Linked DNA regions of Mus musculus: region 1 is linked to region 2. The links are chromatin contacts, called in public promoter capture Hi-C maps. All regions are on one chromosome and are shown on one strand. Each heading gives the region's core, a stretch centred on a gene start, on an enhancer-like site or on the middle of the called end of the contact. The rest is flanking DNA. Distances are from core to core; before and after follow the strand shown.

Region 1 (3,972 bases), core at 559-3,058, 790 kb after region 2:
AACAAAAAAACAAACAAAAAAATACTAATAGGACAGGGAGAAATAATTAGCAACATCCTAGCATCCCCCACAACCAACAAACCCACAGGAAACAGCAATCCCTTCTCAAAAAACCTAATGCAAACTTCCTCAGCACCAACATGCAGACCAACTTATTGCATCAAGACAAGATCTAACTATCTGGTATTCCAAGAGATGTGCCGTACGTGGTGGCCACCCACAAACTGCCGAAGGGCAGTGAGTACACCAGTGCTGTGCGGTGGTCAAGCAATAAAGAGTGCACTCACCATCGAGTAAATCTCAGATTAGATCATCAAACCATTTCCTCTGCAGGAAGCAAACCTTTGAGTTAGGGAGAGATAACGTTCATTTCCTAAGAAATCTAAGAGCCCTCACTGTAAAGGAGCTGTTTTTGTGTGAACTCTGTGGGCGTTGTACAGTGGTGCCTGCTAGCCAGAAGGAGGCTTCTTGACAAACTTTTTTGGAAGAAGCAGTGGCCATTGATGCACAGTGACAACCACTACCTGAACCAACACTGGACACTTATTCTAAAATGACCTGGACTCAGATTGGTCTGGGCTTTAAGTTGAGGAGTTTGGCCATGAAGTTCTTTGCCTTATAGAGCAGAGAAGGCAAAGGGCATCTTATAGCCCAGCTAGATAATTCCCTCTGGATAATTATACAGAACAGGAAGAAGGTGCCGTCCTTTGGTCTTGCACTTCTTCGAGTCATTTAATTTCTGTATGTGATTTGGTAATAACACATACCTGAGATATGTGCTTGATTTTGAAGCCGGGTTTTGCTCTGGAGCCCAGGCTAACCCTGAACCCACAATCCTCCTGTCTCAGCTTATCATGTGGTGGAATTCTAATCCTACCATTAAGTCTCATGAGGGAGGGCCAGGGGCAGAAGCTGGATGGGTGGTGGGGAAGCCTCCCTCTGGAATCCTTGCTGCTGTGTGTCCTTGTTTCTGAGATTTTCTTCCTAAGCTTCTGAGGGAAGGCAGCATGAGGCAAAACCACTGCTCAGCAGCCCGAGGTTTAGACAAATGGAGTCTCGGCTAAGTGTTCAATGGCCTGTGCTGACTGAAGATAAACGGATGTTGAGGTACCAGGCTCCCAGCCAGCCTTCCAGACCAGGAAAGACTAAAATGAATGGAGCAGTGCCTTCATGTCACCAAGCCCAGGCACAGACTGAGGACATCCTGTGTCCATACCTGTGAAACGAGTGCCATCAATGTGGAGACTGTGTGTCAGCTCCTAGCGGGGTGGGGGTGGGGACTGAGTCTCTGCCATGCTTCCCTGTAATCCACCCCACATTTAAAGCTCCCCCACCCCACCCCCACCCACCCCCACCCCCGGTGTGGCCTTAAATAGAGCTGTAGCATGTTCTCTTCGTTGCCCCACCAAGACGAGAGCAGAGTTCAGATGGAGTTCAGTCACTCAGCTTTATGGCGCTCCATTTCATCTTCCACTGGGGAGCTGTTGGCTTCCTTGTCCGGCAGCCAAATGCAGTTCAGACTCAAGCACTGAGCTTATCTGACTTGTACATTAATTATCGTTTATTACACCACTAGGCCTTCAGTGTCCCCTTTCCCCTTCCTTAGAAGCCATGTGGCTCCAAGTAGACAGTTCTTAAGAGCACACTGAAGGGAAAGCACCTTCGATAAGCTTGTCTGGAGTGAGTCAGTCTGAACCCCAAGCTGCCCCCCCCCCCAGCCGCCGTGTCAGAGGCCTCGCATCTCCCACAAACAGGACTGTATTGAGATAGAATGAAACATCTTACAAAAACTGAAAGTGAAATGCGGAAGGCAGATTGAGCAATCCATGGAAGGCCAGAGCCAGAGAACCTACTTCAGGGTAGCAAAAGATGCAGAAGAAAGTCAGGAGAGCGCTCCTGGGGGAACCCAGCCCTGCCATGCTCTGAGGGCAGTCTCCCAGGACACAGATGACAGGAAATGACCCACCCCTGTGGTCACTTACTCCAAAGGCCTAGACCTTCAAAGTGCTCCTCGTGGAATGGATGAGTCTGCAAAGACCCTGCCACCACCGTGCCTCTGTTTTTGCTCCGAGAAAGGAGAAGATATGAAAGTGGGATATGATCCCATCACTCCGCAGAAGGAGGAGGGTGCCTGGTTTGGGATCTGCAGGGATGGAAGGCTGCTGGCTGCTACCCTCCTGCTGGCCCTGTTGTCCAGCAGTTTCACAGCGATGTCCTTGTACCAGTTGGCTGCCTTGCAAGCAGACCTGATGAACCTGCGCATGGAGCTGCAGAGCTACCGAGGTTCAGCAACACCAGCCGCCGCGGGTGCTCCAGAGTTGACCGCTGGAGTCAAAGTGAGTTCACCCCTCCTCTGCCTGTGCAGGAGCCCCAGGTATGCCACTCCACAGCTGTCCAGTAACGGACTGGTTGTCTCTTTTCCTAGCTCCTGACACCGGCAGCTCCTCGACCCCACAACTCCAGCCGCGGCCACAGGAACAGACGCGCTTTCCAGGGACCAGAGGAAACAGGTACGGCTGGGGCACAGCAGTTAAGAGCTGGGGCTGTGCTGTGCACACCTGCAAGCCGCCCGGCCGCGGTGAACGAAGCACTTTGTGTAGCTTTGTAGCAATTGCAATAAGCTGCGTGGCGTGCCTTGCCCTACACTGAGCAGGGTGTATGGATAGGAGGATCCCTGTGGGAGGTGACAAGACGACTAGGGTGCACGGATCTCTCGCACTGATGTGTGCTCAAGGACTTAGCCGCAGAGCTCTTCCTGTCACCGCAGTCACGTGACCGCCTGCATCCCAGACAAGAAGCCATTCCCTAGCATTTTCAGATTTCCCATGTTCTGGCCAAGTTCAGATGTGGACAAACCCTGCATTATGAGGTTTTACTAATTTTTTTTTTAAACACACGCGCGCGCACACACACACATTGTGGGGGCAGTTGCAAAACACACAGAAATGGCAAAGACTGTAATGCACCCTTTCCATATGCAACATAATTTCCGTGTAATCAGTCTGGTGTGGCTTCAGTGGTTGTTGTCCATTCCCCAGCGTTTTGCAGAGTTGGGAGTTACTGAAATGGACTTTTCTTCTTGCTTCATGAGGAAAAAAAGAAGCAATACTTGTTTGTTAACAATACAATTCAGCACACTCCTGATGTTGACTGCCTTTTTATTCTTATAAAAAAATTTTTACCTGATAGTCTGAGTGAAAAACAGCTTAAAAGCTATATAAACAACAAAAATTCTTGACTCTCTAAGTTACATGCCAAAAGAGTATGAAAATATTACATGCACCGCAGTACCAAAATTTTTGTGCAAATCTGAAATTTACTGTATGTAGTGTTAGCTACCTTCTAACCTTTTTGCTGAAATAATTACAGCATGTATAGTGCACTGTACACAATAATAGAACATATGCCATGGTGCATATGTAGTAACAGTACATATACCACAATGGATGGAATAATAGCACATAATTACAGAGCATGTAATAAGTGCCCTGTATGTCACGGTGTGTGTAATAACAGTGCATAATCACAGCGCACATAATGGTACAAGCAGTACACTCTGCTGTATTTTATTTCTTATTTTACAATAAATATCTCACTGATTTCTTAGTAATTCCCTTTGTCTAATTTGCTGCTTGTGCTTTAAATAATGATTTTATTATTACTGTGACTGATACAGGATACACAATTTTTCTTGTGTGTATCTCTTGTGTCTGAGGAATTATGCATTCAATAGAACCATAGATTATTATTCAAGTTTCTTATTGTGAACTCTTTGGGGTGACAGGTTTCTATATGCTCATTAGAATTTCATCGTTGTACCTTCATTTCCATACTTATGTAGCATCAGATAGCTCCTCAAGTTTGAGTGTGAACCCCATCCACTAATTATAAATACTGTTCACATGTTTTTATCTTATTTTCAATTTTGTATTTTTAAATTAATTGGTTAGTTATCTATCCTTTTTATTTATT
Region 2 (4,603 bases), core at 127-2,626:
ATAAACAAGAACGGATGTGTTATGACACTATATGTTTGTATGTCAAGTTGACAAGGGTCAGTTGTGCTGGCTAGCTTTGTGTTGACTTGGTACAATCCAGAGTCATCTGAAAGAAGGGAATCTGAATTGAGAAAATGCCTTTACAAGATACAGCTATAGGGCATTTTCTTAATTAGTGATTGATGGGGGAAAGCCCAGCCCATTGTGGGTGGTGCCATCCCTAGGCTGGAGGACCAGAGCAGTCTGAGCGAGCCATCAGGAGCCATCCAGTAAGCAGTACCCTTCCATGGTTTCTGTATCAGCTCCTGCCTTCAGGTTCCTGTCCTGTTTGAGTTCCTGTCCTGACTTCTTTCAATCATGGTCTAAAATGTGGAAGTATAAGCTAACCAAAGCCTTCCCTCCCCAGTGTGCTGTTGGTCATGTTGTTTTACCATGACAATAGAAGCCCTTAGTATCCCAGTGTTTTATCATGGTTTTGCTACTTTTCACTCAGCAGTGAGGAGGTGAATTCCATGTCTGGGAAATGGGCTCAGTTGATAAAGTGCTTTCCTTGTGAACACAATTACCAGACTTTCCCCAGAATCCATGTAAAAAAAGCCAAGTGTGGTCATAGATGCTGTAACCATTGATCTGGGGAAATGAAGATGGGAGGAGCCCGGGGAACCTTGGCTGGTGAGTTTAGCCTGCTGATGAAACTCAGGCCAGAGAGCAAGTCTGTCTCAAACATGGAAGATGGACAGCAGCTAAGGAGTGCCACTTGAGACAGACTTTAGATCATCTTCTGGCCTCCGCAGGTATGCATTCATAAATGCATGTGCATCTGTATAGGCACACATGCACACAAATGCATGCATGCATGCACTCGTGCTTGCATGTGCACACACAGAAAGACACACACACACACACACACGACAGAGAGAGACAGAGAGAGAGACACAAAGAGAGAGAAAGACACACAGAGAGAGAGAGAGAGAGAATGAATTCTGTGACTGCCTTCCTTAAAGAATGAACAACTCTCCTAGGTGCTCTGAGAAAGTCTGCTCCCTTTTCAATTTTACCCAGGGAAGACCTTTGTTAAGTTCTGAGCTCTACAATAATAGCCTACGACACTCAAATACTGGGCATTTTCAGTGAATTTTTATAGAATATGTGAAAATCCAAGAGAAAAGATGCAGGGTATAATTCAAAACCAGAAAAGAAAAAAACACATGGTTATGAAGAAAGAATAGAAGGTTGACATATTTGTTTGTACGAATTACCTCAAACTACAGCAAGCGTTTCATTATCAAAGCAGGAAGACAGTTTATGACCCTCTGGAGTCAACTCAGTAGCTAATTAAAAGGATGCCAGGTACTCCAGTTTCCAAACCACGTTCCCGTGGAAACGAAGGCAGCAAAGAGCAAAAAGCAGCTGCCCACGGAGCATCAGACTGGAAGGGGTCTACAGCTGGCTTTCTGATGAAAAAAGCAAGTACATTCTATTCTTTGGTTTTCTCATTTGCTGAGTATAATGCCTGAGCTGTCGTGGTGGAGTAAGAAAGCCGCAGAGCCCCTGTTCTCTCAAAGTAGACATTTCTCTTTTGCAGTATCACCCTGCATGAGCCCATCCAGTCCAAGGCACCCCGACTCCCTACATGGCAGGAAACCAACGGAAAACCACCTGCTGGAGCTGGCAGTTGGCTATGCTGGCTGGTCTGCTCTGAAACTCCTGATCACTCTCATTATGGGGTCATCTTTTCTTCTTTTCATATTAATTGAAGAAGCTCATGATTTTAAATAAACAAGCCTCTGTAGAGAGAACTTTCTTTATTCTTGGGACAGTTAGAATAGACAGAGGTAGAAATCATCCCCTTTGTAAGGATTAGCACTGAGGACGTTGGAGCTGGGGAGTATCTTAGTAGCTAAACCCTTGATCCTTAAGACCCAAGGAGTAAGGTGTCAGCAGGGAGACTGTGCCTTCTTTATATGACAAGAACCAGGAACTACTGGCACCCAAGAAATCCCAACTACATGGTAACCTAAACAAGACCAAAAACAATGACAACACCAGGTGATAAGCCGATCTGGATCAGGGAAAACTGTCAAGGCCCCACCCCTAGATGAAGAGCGATAGTAAGCAAACCAATGGCAAGTGACAAGAGAGAATTAGTTTTCTCAGCTCAATAGGTTGCCCAAATCCAGAAGGCAGCTCTAAATATACATGTGGGCAATGCTGAATTGACTCATATACATACATACACACACACACACACACACACTCACACACACACACACACTCACACTCACATAAATATACACCACACCACACCCAACCCACACTTCTGTATCTATACATTTCACAAAATAATAATTTAAGAGGGGGTGGAGGCACAGAGGGAATGGAGGCTGAGATGTTAATGATATAAATGCAATACTCACACTTAAAATTCTGAAAAGAATAATTAAACGTGCGAGGAAATTGAATGGATTTAGTTAAAGTGAAATAAAAATAATAGATCTTAGAAAAATTTTCAACCTATACTACCCTTCGAAGCTTCAGGAGAAGCCTATGAAATCAGTTTTAAAATAAGGGGAGAGCCACACCTCCACACGGAAGACGATATCTTCTAGAGCTAAGGAAGCTGTGGTTTTCCAGTGCTGCCCACATGCATGCATGCATGTATAGAGCATGCTAGTTGGTCCTAGTGGGTGAGATGGTTAAGAAGGAGGATGAGGAGATATATAAATGGAGGAAGTAACTCTGGGGGAGCTAGAGGGGAAAAGGGGATAGATATGACCATATTTCATTGCACACACATGCCAAATTCTCAAAGAATAAATTAAAATATAACAAATAAGAATCTACATGACTAGATTTTTCTCCTGTTTTTCTTCCCTTTCTGGCTTTCTCCCTTTAAAAAGGCATTGTTACTTAGGGCAGATTTTGTTCTCAGCAATCCTCTGCAGCATGCTCAGAGAGGGGCCGGGCTGTTTGAAGAATGTTCACCGTTGTCTCATCCTGCACCGAAGGGGTCTCAGACTCAGGGCTAAAAAACGTTCTAATGACTGACAAGTGTGGCTCTGGGTACCAAACACAGTACACTGCAGAGTCACTGTGGTCCTGAAGTCCACCACAAAGTACGTTCATGAAGTTTCAGAGATCACTTTGTTATCCAGCCTAAAGAGATCTGTAACACCATGCCCCGTGTCCAGCAACACCACTCAATCCAGTCTCACTGCCACTGTCTCTGCCCCAGGGCCCAGATCTCATAGCTTCTACAGTCGCCATGATGCCCCCTGCTCTGTAACCTGGGTGAATGTTGGAAGGCTGTGTTGAAAGTCTCGATTTCACTCCATATCTGCAAGCCACTGCTCATTGACTAACCAGTGGGACCTGGACAATAGGCTCCATAGATGCCATGGGTTCCCTCATCTCTTGGCTTGAAGAGCAGGCTGCTGCTCTCTCACGTGGGGCTGAAGTGCAGCCGACAGGGCTGTCAGTCATTCCTGGAGGCTGTGGGTGGTTGGACTCACCATGCCAGAGGCCATCTTTTCTACAAGTCTTCTTCACGCTGTTTTTTCCATCATGTGTGGGTGTGCCCAAATTTCCTCCTTTCAAATATATGTCTAAGGTCTGAACAGTGCCCCCAAGACTCACAAACCGAAGCCCTAAATTCAATTTGATTCAATTCAATGACTGTCTGTGGAGATGGTTTTCTCTTGGGTCAGTGAGTAACCTGCCATTGCCTCACTACAGGAACTCATAGCATTTCTGTATTTTACAAGATTCTCCTTAGCTCAGGGGATACAGGTATATATACTACACACACACACACACACACACACACACACACACACATGTACACACACACATACATATACACACATGTGAATGATACAAGTATGCACACTACACAAACATGCATATACACCCATGCACATGCTTCCACACACATGCACACACATGCACACAGGAGATACATGTATGCACACTACATGTACAAACACAACTACTCACGTGCAATACATGTATATACATACTCATGCATGTACACACACACACACACCTTTTTCACCATGCTGAAATTCTAACTCAGAGACTCAGATTTAAAGCTTCTCTTAAAATTAACATTTCATCAGGCAGATTCATAGCAATATTTAGAGACACATATAAAAATCTTTGTCTGACTTTTGACAGTGATATAAGTGATACATCTATGTGTTGCTATGTGTGTAAGAGAGAGAGAGAGAGACAGACAGACAGACAGACACACACACACACACACACACAGAGAGAGAGAGAGAGAGAGAGAGAGAGAGAGAGAGGATGGTATGGGGCAAGAGCAAGAGCTAGCAAATGTTCGAGAGACAGAGGGTGGGTATGAGAATCTCACTTTCCATCTGTCTGACAGAGCTAGCCATCTGACCACACACTTTTCTAGGAACAGAGAGCTAGACAGCTTTGGTCTTTATTTAACCTAAAAGAAAAAAAAATCCATCAACACGGCTTCCTAGCCACAGCATGGCCCACAGACATCAACATGACTTCCTGGCAGCACAGACCACAGGTATCCTCATGGCCTTCGGTGGTCTCATGGGCCACAGACCTCAACACATCCCCCGTC

Evidence for each region. Promoter capture Hi-C pulls out the DNA fragments that hold promoters and counts their contacts.
Region 1: a contact with region 2 is called in a promoter capture Hi-C map of hippocampal neurons, with 3 times the contacts expected there. The contact joins the promoter of Tnfsf13b here to the enhancer-like site in region 2. A contact is called at or near these places in 3 of 39 promoter capture datasets (cranial neural crest, embryonic stem cells and hippocampal neurons), 2 of 15 datasets of contacts at CTCF or cohesin (pro-B cells and stem cell-derived epiblast-like cells), 1 of 484 Hi-C or Micro-C datasets (embryonic stem cells) and 1 of 9 other capture datasets (embryonic stem cells).

What each region holds. Positions count from the first base shown.
Region 1 is chr8:10,004,825-10,008,796 of GRCm38.p6, forward strand. It overlaps Tnfsf13b (tumor necrosis factor (ligand) superfamily, member 13b), which reads left to right and starts at 1,809. Exons shown (of 7, transcript NM_033622.2): 1 at 1,809-2,336; 2 at 2,426-2,510. The coding sequence starts at 2,019.
Region 2 is chr8:9,219,530-9,224,132 of GRCm38.p6, forward strand. All of the region lies in intron 2 of Fam155a (family with sequence similarity 155, member A), which reads right to left. Among named protein-coding and RNA genes, the nearest start is that of Gm39128, 54 kb to the left of the region's middle. Within about 2 kb of position 1,377, at least 2 of the 459 cell types and tissues checked have an H3K27ac peak or open chromatin away from gene starts, as enhancers often do. A contact at or near this core is called in hippocampal neurons, where this site is marked.